3 separate regions of the Mus musculus genome follow, and all the other regions are linked to region 1. The links are chromatin contacts, called in public promoter capture Hi-C maps. All regions are on one chromosome and are shown on one strand. The core of a region is the stretch at or near the end of the contact, and the rest is flanking DNA. Distances in the headings are between cores, read along the strand shown.

The links. Promoter capture Hi-C pulls out the DNA fragments that hold promoters and counts their contacts.
Region 2: a contact with region 1 is called in a promoter capture Hi-C map of liver, with 3 times the contacts expected there. The contact joins the enhancer-like site here to the promoter of 4932412D23Rik in region 1. A contact is called at or near these places in 8 of 39 promoter capture datasets (3T3-L1-derived adipocytes, cranial neural crest, frontonasal cranial neural crest and 4 more), 1 of 115 datasets of contacts at active chromatin or transcription factors (bone marrow-derived macrophages) and 1 of 9 other capture datasets (pancreatic islet).
Region 3: a promoter capture Hi-C map of hippocampal neurons shows a contact between it and region 1, with 5 times the contacts expected there. The contact joins the enhancer-like site here to the promoter of 4932412D23Rik in region 1. A contact is called at or near these places in 3 of 39 promoter capture datasets (hippocampal neurons and liver) and 1 of 484 Hi-C or Micro-C datasets (muscle stem cells).

What each region holds. Positions count from the first base shown.
Region 1 is chr16:42,873,519-42,878,685 of GRCm38.p6, reverse strand. It overlaps 4932412D23Rik (RIKEN cDNA 4932412D23 gene), which reads left to right and starts at 3,099. Exons shown (of 4, transcript NR_040521.1): 1 at 3,099-3,254. It also overlaps a transcript of Zbtb20 not described here.
Region 2 is chr16:43,127,852-43,133,018 of GRCm38.p6, reverse strand. The region is part of intron 2 of Zbtb20 (zinc finger and BTB domain containing 20); the gene reads right to left. Among named protein-coding and RNA genes, the nearest start is that of Gm25873, 4.2 kb to the right of the region's middle. Within about 2 kb of position 2,283, at least 73 of the 459 cell types and tissues checked have an H3K27ac peak or open chromatin away from gene starts, as enhancers often do. A contact at or near this core is called in liver and pancreatic islet, where this site is marked.
Region 3 is chr16:43,070,995-43,076,161 of GRCm38.p6, reverse strand. All of the region lies in intron 2 of Zbtb20 (zinc finger and BTB domain containing 20), which reads right to left. Among named protein-coding and RNA genes, the nearest start is that of Gm25873, 53 kb to the left of the region's middle. Within about 2 kb of position 3,166, at least 30 of the 459 cell types and tissues checked have an H3K27ac peak or open chromatin away from gene starts, as enhancers often do. A contact at or near this core is called in hippocampal neurons, liver and muscle stem cells, where this site is marked.

The DNA.
Region 1 (5,167 bases), core at 1,850-4,349:
TTTTCAGATTGTCTTGTAATCATAAACACATTCTATACCTTCAAACTTGGTAACTTCTTTAAAATCTAGTTTGTAAAACACGAAAGCTGCTGGATTGTTTAATTAAAAAATAATAATCTCTTAGCAATGAGGAGTAGACAAAGTCCATTACCTAATGACTTAAGCTCCACAGAGACCAACAATTTCCCCCTCGCGTCACTGTTCCATCCCAAGTATCCAGAACTGCTGGTGATGTTGCCATGACTATTTCAGAAAATAAAACTTCCCTTCCATATCTGAAATAATTTAAAATTCATTTATGTTGTAAATCATTTACAGGAATTTAGTTGTAGCTTTTATTGCTCTTTTAAATGGCCTAGTTATTCAGTCTAGGCTTTTATCTGGGAAGCTTAGTTTGTCTCAAAAGTCTTCTGAAAATCTGCAGAAATGACACAAAAACAACTCACTTGAAAAGGCTTTGCTCTTCTATCTTTTTCCTTTATCAATCAGTCAAAGTCATACAGGCAAACAGGAGTACGCTATATGTCCCAAAGCCTTGCCACCTAACTAGGTGTCAGAGTCAACACCATATCTAACCGATCTAAACACCCACCCCCAGCATTGCCCTCAAGTAAAAAACATACTCTTTGCCTCATTACCTAGTCAATAAACTCAGGATCTTGGTATAGTGAGAATCCCAAAATGCTGGCCTACCTAGGCAGACAAACAAAGACAGCTTCCAGAACATGGATAAAATTTAATCATTTTTAAGCTTTTTTTTCTAACCTAATAAACACTAGAAGGTCATCAGGAAAAGGCATTATTGCTCTGGAGCCTGGTGGGGGTATACCTGTCAACCTGCTCTTCATAGCTGAAATGCTTGTACTTCTGTCATCTAAGACCTGAATCAAAGCCCCAATGCCTGATTGCCTCACTCTCTGGGCAGCTCAGAGACTTCCAGAAAACTCCAATTTCTTCTCCTCACAGGTTTATTTCAGCACCGTTTGACCTCAGACACAAAGTTCTGCAAATGGAATTCAATGGAATTCAGAACCCCAATCTTAGGCTTTTACACTAGAGCAACTGAACAGAACCATCTGTGGTTCTTCAACAATTCTAAAACCAAGTTTCTTGGGAGGATTCAAGAGATGCTGGAGTACCACCATGTCCTACCTGCGTGGGCACTCTGACGATTTATTAGGAATTCTAACGAGCAAGGATCTGAGAGAATAAGCGAGTTGTTTGTTGGTTTGTTTCATCTACTTTCCCTAGAAGTCAAGTCAAACCTAACTGTAACGCAAAAATACAAAACGTAGTCAGATCCTGACATAGTCATTTGTGGAGAGGGTCAGAGGGTTGGGGTCTATTCCCACAATATAGAAAAATGTCCTTGAGACAAGAAGCTAAACCAGGAATCCCAGTAAATCCTGTGAGAGCGTTAACTAGCCATTGATTCCTTGAATTGAGAGCTCACACTATTTTTCCATAAACTAGTATTTGGATGTTCTAAGTTTTTCAATGGCAACAAGTTGCAGCAGTAACTTGGAACACTGTTCACTTGAAATCACTGTATACGCTGAAATTTTTTATAGCAGAAAATACCAAAGTGAGAAAAGTCCACTTTAGTAACATTCTGGTGTGTGTGTGTGTGTGTGTGTGTGTGTGTGTGTGTGTTTAAAAAATAGTAAATTTCACTGTCTAAAAAGGTAACATGTTCAACTTAAATCTGGGCCAATGATTCTGAGGACTATACCATCAGGTGCAGGCTTCCAAATGTTTTCCCATGCCATTCAGATTTCTGCTGGAGAACTGTCTTGCTTCTTCAGACCTGATTTGACCCGGTTCGGAGTAAGAGATCATCAGATTACCGAGCTAGGTAGCGTAGCTGTACGCCATATTGTGTTTTTCGCTAATGTTTATAGTCTGTGTGTGTGCCTAGCATATGCTTGTGCAAGTGTGTTTATCAATACAACTTTTACGAAATCCCTGCCTCCTGCCTCTTCTGCATCCTTAGGAAGGGGAGGGGCTGAAGGGGGACACTGAGAGCCCCCCACACAGGGAAAAGCATTAAAACAATTAGAGGACCACATTTGAATGAACTTCAAAACCATACTCCTGTATTTGGGGATGGGGTAGGTTTTGTTATTTTGTTTTGTTTTGTTTTATGTCTCAAGGTATGAGAGAGCGTTAACTTTTTTTTTTTTTTTTAATGTTTCGGAAGGGGCCCAAAGGCTAAAGAGAGGAGGACAGGGTTCAATCCTTGCCAAGCCCCCCTGTCTACGGGTGAGAGCAAGGCAGGCTGGGCTACGCGCCCAAGCCCGGGTTCTCCGAAGCCAGTTCTCTGCGCGGGAGGAAAGCGACTGGGAGGGCGGAGGGAGGGAGAGGAGAGGGGCGGGAGCCGGCGCCGCCAACAGCTCCGGAGCCCCGGCCGGTGCCCCTCAGCTCCTCTTCTGGGAAGCCGCGACTCCAGAAGCGGGGAGGAGAGACTAGACGCAGTGGCAACGACCGGACGCCCCGCCCGGGCCAGCGGCGGACCCTCCCCGCAGGGTCGCGCGAGGCCGCCGGGCGGGCGCGAGGAGGGGCGGCGGGAGGGCGCGCGGGGCGGGGCGGGGCAGAAGCCCCGGGCTGCGGCTCGGAACTCGCGCCACGGCCCCACCCCGCCCCCTCCTCGGCGGCCCGTCACCCCCGACTCCCCGCGACTCGTAGACGCCCGGCCGCGCTCCGCACGCACACACCCCTCCCTCCCGCCCGCCCCACAACAAATTAGAGTTTTTGGCGTTACCTCCTCGCGCTCTTTAATCTTCTTTCCTCAACTCCTAAACTTCCCCCCGCCCCTACTTCTTCGGCAGAAGGCCCACATTGGGCGCCCGAAGCCGCGAACCTCTACCTTGTCCTACTATTGGGCGGCTCGCATGCCACTCGCTGCTTCAGCTGACCAATAGCGTTTGGACAGCCCTCGTGAGGTTGCCGCCCATAAACAAAATGCACTCTTCCTCCTCCCCTCCGCGGCTCCTCCCCTAACTGCCCCTTCTCTCATCTCTGTCATCTTTGATTGGCCTAGGAGACACCCAATCCGCTATCTCAAGCATCAACTGGTGAGCGGAAACTTCACTCAGAGCAGTTTTAACAGTCTATTGGTCAATGTTCTCAACTCTTCCCGCCCACCAGCGCCCTGTGTAGAGAGGCCAGCTGTCTCTGGTTATTCAGTGATCCAAGAGCTGGGAAACTATTGGTCGACAGAGGCCGTCAGACCGGACTGTAGTGATCGGTGATTGGTCAGTATAGGCACGATCAAGTTTGGTTGTTTACTCCTCCACTTCCCCACCCTCCTTTTCATCCACGTCCCCGCCCCCTCCTGACTGCTTTTACTTTCTACGCATTTCTATTTCCTCCTTTATTTATTTATTTGTGATAAACTTAAATGACCCGAGGATAGAGGCGGGACTCCAAGAGGGGCTAGAGGATGACGGGCGGCGGCCCGGGGCCAATTGTCGCGGGGACTGCGGGGTGAGGGGCAGCGGCGGCGGCCAGTGAGAAGCAGGTGTCTGCCGCGCGCCGCCTATGGAGCCGGGATGCCCCAGCGGAGGCGGCGGTTACCCGCTGTCTGGCTCGCCCAGAGGGGGAGGGGAGGGAAGGGGTTCAGTGCAGGGAGGAGGGGTGTCGTGGTCACGGGCAGTGGATGTCCTAGCGAGCAGGATCCTGGCGGTGGGAGGGACCGCTGGGCGGGAGGCGACCTGAGGCCCAGGGAGACAGAGAGGCGGGAGCAGTTTTAGGACTCCCAGGGAATGTGTTTCTACAGAAAAATACCGTGTAAAACCGTCTGCAGAGAGCCGCCCTTAATATCAATGAGGATTTATTATCCTACCGGAAAAAGCAGATTATGTTTCTTATTACTAAACGCCTGAAGTACTGACGACCCAACTGAAGCCCACAAAATTCAATATCCTGGGAGCTAGAAGGAATAAAGCAACACGGAAAATTAAATGCAGTTCAGATGCTTCAATAAAACCTTCATCTTCATCCATTTGTCACTCAGCATAGTACTCCCCAGAGCCAAATTCTAACAAATACTGGTCAGGCAAGGGCGGGGTGGAGGAGGAAGGGGGTGAGGCCTGAGGCCAGCAGGAAGCCAAGGATAGATTCCTGAAAAGAATTCCTTAAAAGGACTAAGATGGAAAAAAGAATGGCTTTTCACTCTACAAAGAAAAAGAATTCCTGCCAAAATAAGAACTAATACTTTTTAAGGAGCTTAATTTGTCACGAAAGGGATTTGTCAGAAACACCAACCATACAAAGAAACTGTATTTGTAGTATTGGTTATTAATACAGAAAATAATCTTATAGATTATAGACTTGAAAAATAGATTCTGGTAGACTTGAAGTAAGTTTAAGCCTGGATTTCACGTAGGTTTCCTTGACACACACTAAATACTTTGAACACCAAATGTTTGCTTTGACTAAGTAGAAGTCTGGCAGACCATAAGCAAAACAAAATTAGCCCTGACTTAAAAAAAAAAAATAGCACAAGGCCTTGACTTCATTAGTACATTAGGGCCTTTCTGAAGATTATGGGTGTGGCTATCAGAATCTAGAAATTGCTTAAAATATAAGAGAACTGAAGGATGTTCAAAGTAAAAAGTGCTACCGAGTGTGGATTTAAATTTGTGTATAAACTCTAAGTAAAAGTTTTACAGGAAATAGTCTGTGCAGAACAATCAGCTTCACGTGAGAAAATTAAGTAAAATTTAACAAAAGTGGGCAACTACTTAACCCCATAACTTTAAGAAGAAATGACTACTTCAAATTCTTATCATTTCTCATAAATTTTTAAAGATACTTTGCAGTGTTTTGTAAATGTGAGGATTATGATGAGGAATCATAAGGGCAACTATGTAAAATATATAACAGTGACAAGGTGAGGCCTTGGGTGTTACTACCTGTATTTTTTACTGTCCAATTCTGCTGTTAAAAGGCGTTGAGCTCTAAGGAATATCTCAGTGTTCATGTTTACATTGCATGGCTACCCTGACTACTGTGGGTTTTTGTTTCTCCCAGACAGAGACACCCCAGACATGTATTAAGAATGCCCTAATTGTGGGGCATGAGATATTTGCTCCTTACCATTTAAGAGAACTGGAGAGTGCCTGTTGGTGAGCTGGTGCGGCAGTTCAGTGGGTGAAGGGGATGA
Region 2 (5,167 bases), core at 1,034-3,533, 260 kb before region 1:
TATATAAAGACAAATTAATCTGGCCCTAATTTGATTGGATGACACTTTTGAAAACATTATCACAAGAAGAATGAAGCTACAGCAGGAAAGTAACAGTATACCCAACTCATTGCCATAGAGTGCCACTTACTAATAGCAAACTAACAGTAAACCCAACTCATTGCCGTAGAGTGCCACTTACTAATAGTAACCTAACAGTAAACCCAATTCCTTGTCATAGAGTGCCACTCACTTCACAAATATTTTTATTAATTCATTAATAATTTTCTACAATGCTTTTTGATCCACCCAGATCCAAACCATACTTCCCCAAACCCTTCCAAGTTTGATTCATTTTTCTCAAATATGCATTTATAACTACCTCGCCTTATCCAATTCATGCCGCCCACATACTCAGGGTTGTCAGGCCATTCACAGGCCCACAAGTCAGAAGCCACATCTTTAGTGAAAACTGACTCCCCATGTGCTGGAAGCCATTAAGGACAAAAGCTCCTCAGTTAGGGGGTCTAGGCTTGCCCTCCCCCTTCCTTAATTAACTATTTCCCTATGAATTTTGTGCCATTCTTTGAACCATTCCAGGTGAATGCTGTATAGGTCACCATGGTCAAGAGCAGACCGAATATAGGGAGGAGAGATAACTCACAGGAAGAGCTCTGCATGCAAGAGGCTCAGGGTTCCAGCCTAGTACTGAGAATATACTGGTAAGATTTTAAAAATTAATTCTCAAAATAAATGTAAATTTAAGGAGAACTACAAGTTTTAGGCTGAATTAGCAAGGTCTTTTTCAAAAGATAGTGAGAAAAGAGGTCCTTGAGTTTTTAATGAAAAGAAATAAAAGTTAGCTTCCACTGCATACTGTTGAGGGATAAATCCAGAGAAGACTGGGTTGGATATCACAGCCCAACACTCTGAACCTCCACAGACTGTGCTGTCACCAGAGCCTGTCATCCAACTATTTACTTTTGATCTAAAAATATCCTAGTCAAAAAGACTGAATGATTACTCCACAGTGTAGCCCGTATTTAGTGATCTGAGAATGAAATTTCATTTCATGCAAGCAAATGGTTTTGCTCTCCCAATCAACGAAGAGCTTCATCATGTGGGAACCATCATTACAAGGGAATGTGAATGACAATTTTAAACAAATGGATTATAATAGAAACGTCTAACAAAGGCTATTTTTCATAATGATATTGCCATTAGAAGAAAGTTAAGGTCTTTCTTTTCACTTAACTTATGAGAAAGAAGAAAGGCGGTTGGGGGGGGGGGAAATGAATGAATGAATGAATATCTTTTGCTTCATAGTTACCCTTCATGCTGCTTAGGAACTCCACTTAAATGTGTCACTTAGGCCTAAACATACAAAGCTTACTCCTAGCGATGAGCATCGTGGCTTTGCTGGGGTTGAAGAGGGTGTGGGAATTTTAAGAGTCTATTTTTGAGCACTACATCTGTGAAACATATGAAATTCATTTGGCCAAAGCAGCATTGTAAAACTAACATTATCAAGGGACTTTTCCTGGGAGAAGAACATCACAGTGACTGTATAGAGGACATGTAGGAATCTTTCCTTCAGAGAAAGGGAGGTGGTGGTTGGAGCATGAAGGAGACTAGGTGGATACTGCTTCCAACTGGATCTTACTTACACTGCCCTTCCATAGCACTTAGTGATGGTATAGGGAAGAAGTCTGACCTCACCATGGACTTTGATGCTTTAGTTATAGTGTGACACACCCACTGAGCCAAGTGTGGGCATCTTCTCTGGGGTTATCTGTACCTTGTGGGACTTGAGAAAGTACTTCCAGAATGACTCACTACTCAATGCACATTAAACAAAGACATCTTGCCAGTGAAATAACATAACCAGCCCAGATACTTTCTAACTTCCTGAGGTAAAGTATCTCATTGGCAGATTCATTCTCATTTTCCCTAATCCATACTCCACCAAACCAATACAAAAAGAACAGGAAGAGAAAATAAACGTAAGAAAAACAATTAGCTAGTGCCCTCTTCAAAGCCTGTAACATTATCTAGAACAACAGCACGGCCATTGTTTGTGCTGCCCAAGCCCTGCATGTCTGCTAGCTTACCCGATGTCCTGAGGGAATAATAAACTAAGCAGATTAGATGTAGACTGATTTGTTCACGCCATCACTGCCTCACACAACACACACACTGTTCTGAGTGTCTGAACACATGCGGGCAGGTAAACCCAGAAAATGGGCACTCCGTGTTGGCAGGAGGGGAAGAGGCTGCCAACAAACAGGGCCTGTTTATTATTTAACAGTTGGTACTGCTAGAGGCCTGGCACAGCTATAGAGCACTCTCTGTTTCACTGCAAGTCAGCCTGATTATGAGAGCGTGTGAGCCAAATTGTGTTTACCATAGTCTGTGAGAACTTCAGTGCCCCCAACAGACATGGAAATTCTTACAATAGCTCTCATCCAAACAGAAAATCATCCCTGAGATGGAGGTAAAGGGCTCCATGTGCTTAAATCTTGTCTCATCAGCTGGCTGTGGGTCTCCCCAGGCTTTTGCTTTTCACTTGTTCAAGATAAATCCTTCCTTTCCAATGCCACAGAATCTAACCCTCTGCTTTTGGTTGCTTTATTTTGGGACCTACATGAACCAAATACCATGGGAGTCACGCACCTACTTGTATTGCTTAAGCCATCCTGCAAGTGTGGCTTTCCAGCCAAAGCCTCTGCTGCCCAGGACAGCTACCCCCTGCTTCTCCTTCGCCGGGGCTGCCTCTGCAGTCAGTCTCTTGTCTGCCAACATGGGCCACAGGTGGATGCCTTCCTACAAATCCAATCAGTGGGATAATGTGCTACTATCACAAGAGTGGACCTTAATGACAAAGAGCCCTGCTTAGATGGTCACCCCATTAACTCTGATTCGATTATTCTGCCCCAGAAGAACACTTGGCTTCACAACCACAGATGGCACCTGCCCAACAGAAAACCTGTAGACAAAGTACTCGCATGTGGTTCATATGTTGTCAAAATATTAAATTTGATGTTAAAAAAATACATGTGTCATAAGAACTCAGAGGCACTGGCTCCCTAGGAAAACCCTCACTGCGTTTTTTTAAAGGCAATCTGTGGCAAGAGCACAAGACTGCTGTGTTAACCAGGCAACATGGATAATCTAATCAATTCCTTTAAAATTTAACATAAATCAATATTCCCTTTAAGTATAAGACCCTGAGGTTTTGTCCTGCATATTCAACTTAAGCAATCTTTGAAACTTTATATAATTTATTTCTATACAACTGTTTATATATTCAAAATAAAACTGACTACAAAGAAACTAGTTCAATATTTTGAACATAAACAATATCTTGGACATATTTTATCCTTAACCATGATTAGATATAACCAAAATGCTTCTAAAATTGAAAATAAAGGCAAACCACTTATCTTACTCATGACTGTATAAACTAATTTTTGTTATTTGTTCTTTTTGTTTGTTTGTTTTGCTTTATTTTGTTTTGTTTTTCAAGACAGGGTTTCTTTGTGTAACCCTGGCTATCCTGGGTCTTACTCTGTAGCCCATGCTGGCCTTGAACTCAGAAATCCACCTATCACTGACACACCAGTGCTGGGATTGAAGGTGTGAGCCACTACTGTATGGCTTGTTCTTTATTTCTTAATTATAGCTAACATAAATATGCTGAGTTATACAAGTATGGTCGGTTTTAAATATTTTCTCAATTTTAAGTGCCACTCAAAGAAGACAATGTTTATCATTAAGTAAAAGTATAATTTTATATTTCACACTATGGTAGTTTTCAAAGACAGTAGTTATCTCTAGGTTATAGATTATGTTCTTCTAAATTAAACAAAACTTAATGATCAAGAAATTTATGCACGACCATAGCTGGTACTGATAATCACTTCCTCCTCTAACCTAGCAAACACTAGGCGAGAGCCTCCAAACCTCCTCTATATAACAATGCTCATATAGTTAGCAGAAAACGGGCTCTGCCACTGTCACAACCATGAGCAAAACAAACAGGTAGGAAGAAGACCATATTGTTCTATGTGTAATGACACTGCATCCTAAAGGGAGCTGTGAAGGACAGCTCACTCTTTTCACACTCACTCACACACATATGCACACACGTACATGCCATAGTATGTATATATACAGGTACATATATATTTGGTGGTAGTTCTTCAACATGAATTTCTTACTTATTTTGTAGCTCTTTGGTGATTTTTATTTATGTAAATTCACTTATCTGAATTTAAACTGAAAGTTTTAACTTAATCTAAAGAAAATGTTATATTAAGCTTAAACTTAATTCATTTCTTGAGTTAATTCTCCACTCTCTTTTTACTTTTATGTATTTGTAGGTGTTTTTTATAATTTAGTAATTGTCAACTGATACTAGATTGTTTAGCTTTTTATTCTCTTAAAAAGAAAATAAATTCTGAATTATTAATGTATCCTCTTTAATTTTCTTATTTATAATTTACAAAATTATTTTAACAAAATTCTCCTTCCTGTTTTGCAGATTCTTGTTATTTTTTCCTGCACCCATCTTGCTGAGTTGAATGTAATGCATTCATTTTAATTTTTTCTAGTAGTCAGACTAGCTAACTTTATGGATTCTGAACGGTATTTTATCTATATTCACATGTTCTCATTTCACTGTAAATTCTATAATGTTTCTTTAAAAAATAAACTTAATTGAAAGAGTTTATTCTTGGCAGTATTGCTGGGACTGAATAAATAAACTAGTGCTGGAGACTGAACCCACGGACTTGCCATGGTAGCCAAATGCCCTATCACTAAGCCACATTTCCATACATTTTAAAACTTAAATGATTTTCTCATCATAATTCTAGTATATGTTTGAAGTATCTTCCTCCTTCCCCAACTCTTTGTTCCTACTATTCAATTTGGCTCTGGTAATAGCTTTGCTTCCTCTTCTATTTCTTATTTCTCTCAGCCAGCTTCATTTCTGTTTGTTGTCACCATCTCTCTGATTCTGCATACCTAACTTTTGACCTTTCAATTTTAAGAGACCACAATGTCTTCTATTTCTATGCCACTACACAAAACCTGCATTATGTTCTGCACTGTTTCCTGCTATACATGTGGACTATCTCTATTTAATGTTACTTAAGCCTTCTTTTAAGCTGTGTGGAGATCCAAA
Region 3 (5,167 bases), core at 1,917-4,416, 200 kb before region 1:
TATTCCAATATGAGCAAGTGATGACTACATCACTTTTGAAGAATTCTAAAAGTATCATGGGCTCCCAGGATATGTCTTATCTTAGGCATAGCCTTCTTAAGTCATTTGAATTCACATAAGTCATGTGCTTTCTTGATGAACTTGACTCTTGTAATACTTTTCAATACAAATAATCCAGTGCTATTCACACATACAAACTACAATGATTCCACCAATTGTAAATGCAATCTCACAAAATTTTTTGAGAAATGGAATTACTGTATGATCCACCAATTCCATTTTTGGTTCTAAGTAAAATAAAGTAAAATTGGGTTCTCAAGGTTTATACACGAGTTCACCACAAATATGCAGAAAACTAAAATGTATAAGCAATCAAAGAGTCCACTGTCAAGATGAATAATCAGGCAATATGTGGTATATACACACTGTCAAATATTATTCAGTTATTGAAGATGAGAAACCTGACATGTACCACAACACGGATAAACCCTAATATTATTCACTGAAATAACACAAACACACACACACACACACAAAATCATGTATTTTGTGACATTACGTATAAAGTTGTCACAATCATTGACACAAAAAGTAAAATAGTTTTCAAGAACTGAAGGAAGGAAAGAATGAATGGTACTTTTTTTTTTAGTGTTTTAAAATTTTCAAATTTCTAAAACAAAAAGATTTTATGAATGGCTTGTTGTGGTGTCTGATTAAGCATTATCTATATATTTAAAATCAGTAAAATTTAAACCTAAACAGAAATAAATGGGTAATTTTTATGTTACATGTATTCTAAATGATAAAAAGTGGTAAAACAATAAAAGTATATTAACATTTCTTCTGACTCAGTAAATTGATTTATGATAGTTATAAAATCTCCCTTAAAGCCAAAGAAACAGACATATCTTTAACTATTAACTCTGAGACAATCTATTAGACAATTCCAGACCAAAAGGACAGATCGCTGTTACTCAGATGGTTTTCCGTCAGTGTCTAAAACCAGTCATGGTGATGGCAGCAGTAGCCTTAGAAGTGGGCACATAGAGAAGAATGGAGTTTTAAGCATTTGCTATGTGCTAACAATTGCACTAACATGTGACACATGCTATCTAACATTTAGTGCATTAATACCATGTAAAATTTATAGTTTTAGAATTTTACAAGTGAGGATACAAGAGATTCAACTGAGTCCCATAAATAGTAAGTTGTGAAACCTAAAAAAAGCAAACAAAAAAACCTACTGATATATCTCCGCTGTCCTCGTTGTTGTTCTGATCCCTGAGTAAGTATTCTGATTTGTTACTGAGTCAAGCAAAGAACAAGTACTCGGTTGCTAAGTAAATAAATAAGTAGTTATTACTGTCTTAAGACTTGTATCATTATAATGTGCTCACCTCAAGACACACAATGCAATCGTAGAAGGACCTACAGCACATCTCAGCTGCTCTACTTTGACTTTACCTTTGTTATGTATTTGCAGTTGGGATTCAGAGGCTGATAGAATCCATAATTATAAATATGTATAGAATAAATATAGGTTCCACTCGTTCTGCTTAGTAAAACAACTACACCTTTTTAATATGTTCTGATCTTACCTGACCCAAAGCAAGTCAAGACACATTTTATTTCTGTGAAGCTGATGAGCTAGCAATGGGCAAGGAGGGAGCACAGTGAGTGTGCAAGGCTCAGGCCTGGAGCATCTAGCAGAGAGGTTGCTCGTGCCTATGCTCCAAAGGGTTTCCAAGGTGACAAGGAACTTAAGTATGGATGCCTCGGCCTTTAAATGTATAATGGGGAGAATAAAAATATTTTGCACGTAGTCAGTAAATATTCATATAAAGTAAATACTGGTATTGTAATTCTTGATCTTTAACAATGCAGATGAAGAGATTTTTACATCTAAGCTTGTTTTCAACAACAAGGCTTCTCAGCATCTAGCTGGCCATGTGAATCGTAAAGTAAAGCCCATCACTGTTCACGAATCATGCCTTCAGGGACCACAGGGCTGCTTCCCCAGTGCCAGGCTTGCTTTATGCTACCCAGCGTGCCTTGACCAAGTGCTCTGTACAAGGTACTGTGTAAGGAGCACAGGCACGCCCCTACATTCTCTGTCTCTAGTTTCCTATTCCCCAAGACAAGAGGTTAATTCAGGCCATATTATAATAATGTTTTATTTTTAAAAAAAGATTCTATGTGTGCTAATAGCAGGAAAAATACAGCAGTTATAAGACTTAAAATTTGTGTTATTAAATTCTAGTATTTTTAGTTTGTTAAGGAGACTACTACAAGCCATACAAACAAGTTTTCAATATCAGGAATCTGGGACAAGTGAATAAATTAATTAAATACCTTTATATAAAATTATAGCTGTTTGTATTTCACTTACAGAACTTTGCCTATGATAAATTCAATAATAGTTCAAATCTCTTAAAGATATCCTAGTTTGTCAGAACAAAAATAAAGCTATTAACAAAAGAAACAGAATTGCACTACGAATAACTCTGGAAAAACACCAAGAAGGTAGATTTGATTAAATGATAATATAGCAGGTTTAACATTTCATGGGTATGTTAGTCCCTCATCTAGAATTTATACCTTAATTTCATGGTTTTTCCCATTTCTTCAACCCCAACTGCAGGAGAGACACATGCACAAGTCATATCTCCTCACAATATACTCTTACACTTTCTGAATGGGCCCCACGTGTCCACTGATAGCCAAATGCTTTCAAATCTGTTCAGCTAAATGGATCAATAACTACATCCAGCCCCACACAGTGGGGCTGCCAACATGGTGAAATCAAGCCAAACACAAAATGTCTCTCTTAGGACGAAAAATTATCAACACGGTTTTCTCCAGAGATACACTATATGAGATATACATTATCTAAGGCAGTTGAGATATAGTAAAAATATTTGAGCATTTGAGACAGAAAAGAATTAAGTAAAAGTATTTGAAACTATAACCAGTGAGTGTTATAATGGCCCAGTTTAATAGCCCAAAGTCGACACCTCCTATCTTTCTAACTCAAGAGTACATGAAACATAGATACGCCACAGCACAGGCAAACTGCTAACAAGCTTAACTGTGCTGCCCCTCCTATGACACAGCTGTGAGCAACAACTGAGCAGGTGCAACCAAGCTTTGCTGAATTCCTGCATGTTGCCCAGAAACAACAACACTGCATGGCTGAAATTTTAAACCAGTGCAAACACTCCCACCCTGTCCAGGTTCATCTGGTGACTGAGACAGTGCAGAAGAGAGTAGGTATGCAGCCATCCTGACCTAAAGCAACCTTTACAAACAAACAACTTAAAGCACATCAAAGAAGTTTGATAATAAAACAAAGCTGCCAAAGACAGTGCTTCTCCACTGGCCTGACCTCGGATGCCAGTTGCTTTACCAGCACAGTCCTATAAAGTACTCTCGAATTCACCAGATGAATGCTTTGTAATTAAAATTATTCTGCCTCATCAAATCTTAGAAATGTGTGTCTGATTCTTACAGTGATATGCAATGCAATGTGTTACAAAGTACAGTTCTTTGGAACTGTCAATATTTATAAGACAAATGATCAAAAATTAACAACTGCATATTATGACATCCATAAGCAGTTTTAATGAACAAGACGTAGTAACTCAACAGTTAATACATATACTTGCATAGCTATAAGAAATTCACATACATACCTGTGCAGCTATGAGGCACAAAGAGACTTGCAATTTATCAAGAACTCTGAAATGGAAATCAGAGATGTCATGTAAGCAGAAATTAACTTACCAAACCAAATTCAGAATTTGTACTGATACAACTTGTGCAGATCAGCAGTGTATAAGGAAGATGGAGTCGTTGATCTTCATATGTTCCCACAGGTACTACTCATATATGTGAATGTATGCGCACAGCATCTCAGCAGTGTCATCAAGCCACTGAGACTCACCATGGCCTCTGCAATGGAAATGTTCTCACTAGAGGACTAGGAAAATACAAGTGAATTTTTTTCTTGGTGTTCTTCCAGGCCTAATGCCTTGCTAATACAAATGACTGCTGCTCTCTGAGACAGAACTCCTCCGATTCATCTGCCCTCACTCTGCTAGAACACTGGCGAGCCAACAAAGTGCTTCCACAGAGCAGTCCACAAAAATAATGCAGAAAGAAAACTTTGAATGCTCCTTTAACTTTGGTACAACAGATCACTAGCAGACTGAGTCTATGAGAAGCACTGCTTCCAAAACATGTGGCATACTGCACAGTGCCTCAGCCTGACACCCTGGACTACCTGCTAGGGAAGCAGGGACTGGTAGAGAGCCCCATGCAAGCCCAGCTTAATGCCTGAAGCTGACAATCACATGTGAGAAAATAAACAAACAAACGCACTTGAGTTTAGATGGAAGATGTACTGGAACAGAAAGGATACAAGCTAAATTCTCCAAACTAGAAGTTTCATAATTCTTTCTGAATGGAAAATGAAGTATTTATGTACATCTAAGCCTAGCTGTTAACAGCAACATGATAAGGTCAGTAAACTTTGCTCAAAGGGTCCATAGGTAATTATTTTTATGATAGCTCAATAAAATAGCATCACACATAAAACTGACGTGAGCATGAATTGGTAAGAACCTTCTGGAAGGTTGCCATATGTAGGTATTTACAAGTCAGTTTGAATTTTTTTCTCAATAGGTTTAGTTCTAGGCATCTGTTCATATTATTGGAAACAGATAAAAATCTATGTTAAAAGATACATTTAGAGCTGGTGAAAAGGCTCAAGACATTTGTTGCCACTTCTAAAGACCATAATTTGATCCTTGGAATCCATATGGTAGAAGGACTGACTCCTTAGTTCGTCCTCTGACTTACACCTGTGCCTTGATTCAGGTTCTAACCTACAAACATGTACACAATATACAGATTAAACAATAAATAAATAAACATAGAAGATAATTGTATGGTACTGAAAAATTATAAGAAATTTGAATGTCTTATGAGAGAAAATAAGTAATGTATATCAAGCCATATAAACTAGTATTTTCTGCAACTCCTGATATACCTTAAACATTTAAAATTTTATGGAATCTTTAAATGTATAGGATAATTGTACATTATGCAAGTGTGTATAATTTAAAGTGCATAGGGTAGTGACAATGAAGATATAAAAATAGAATAT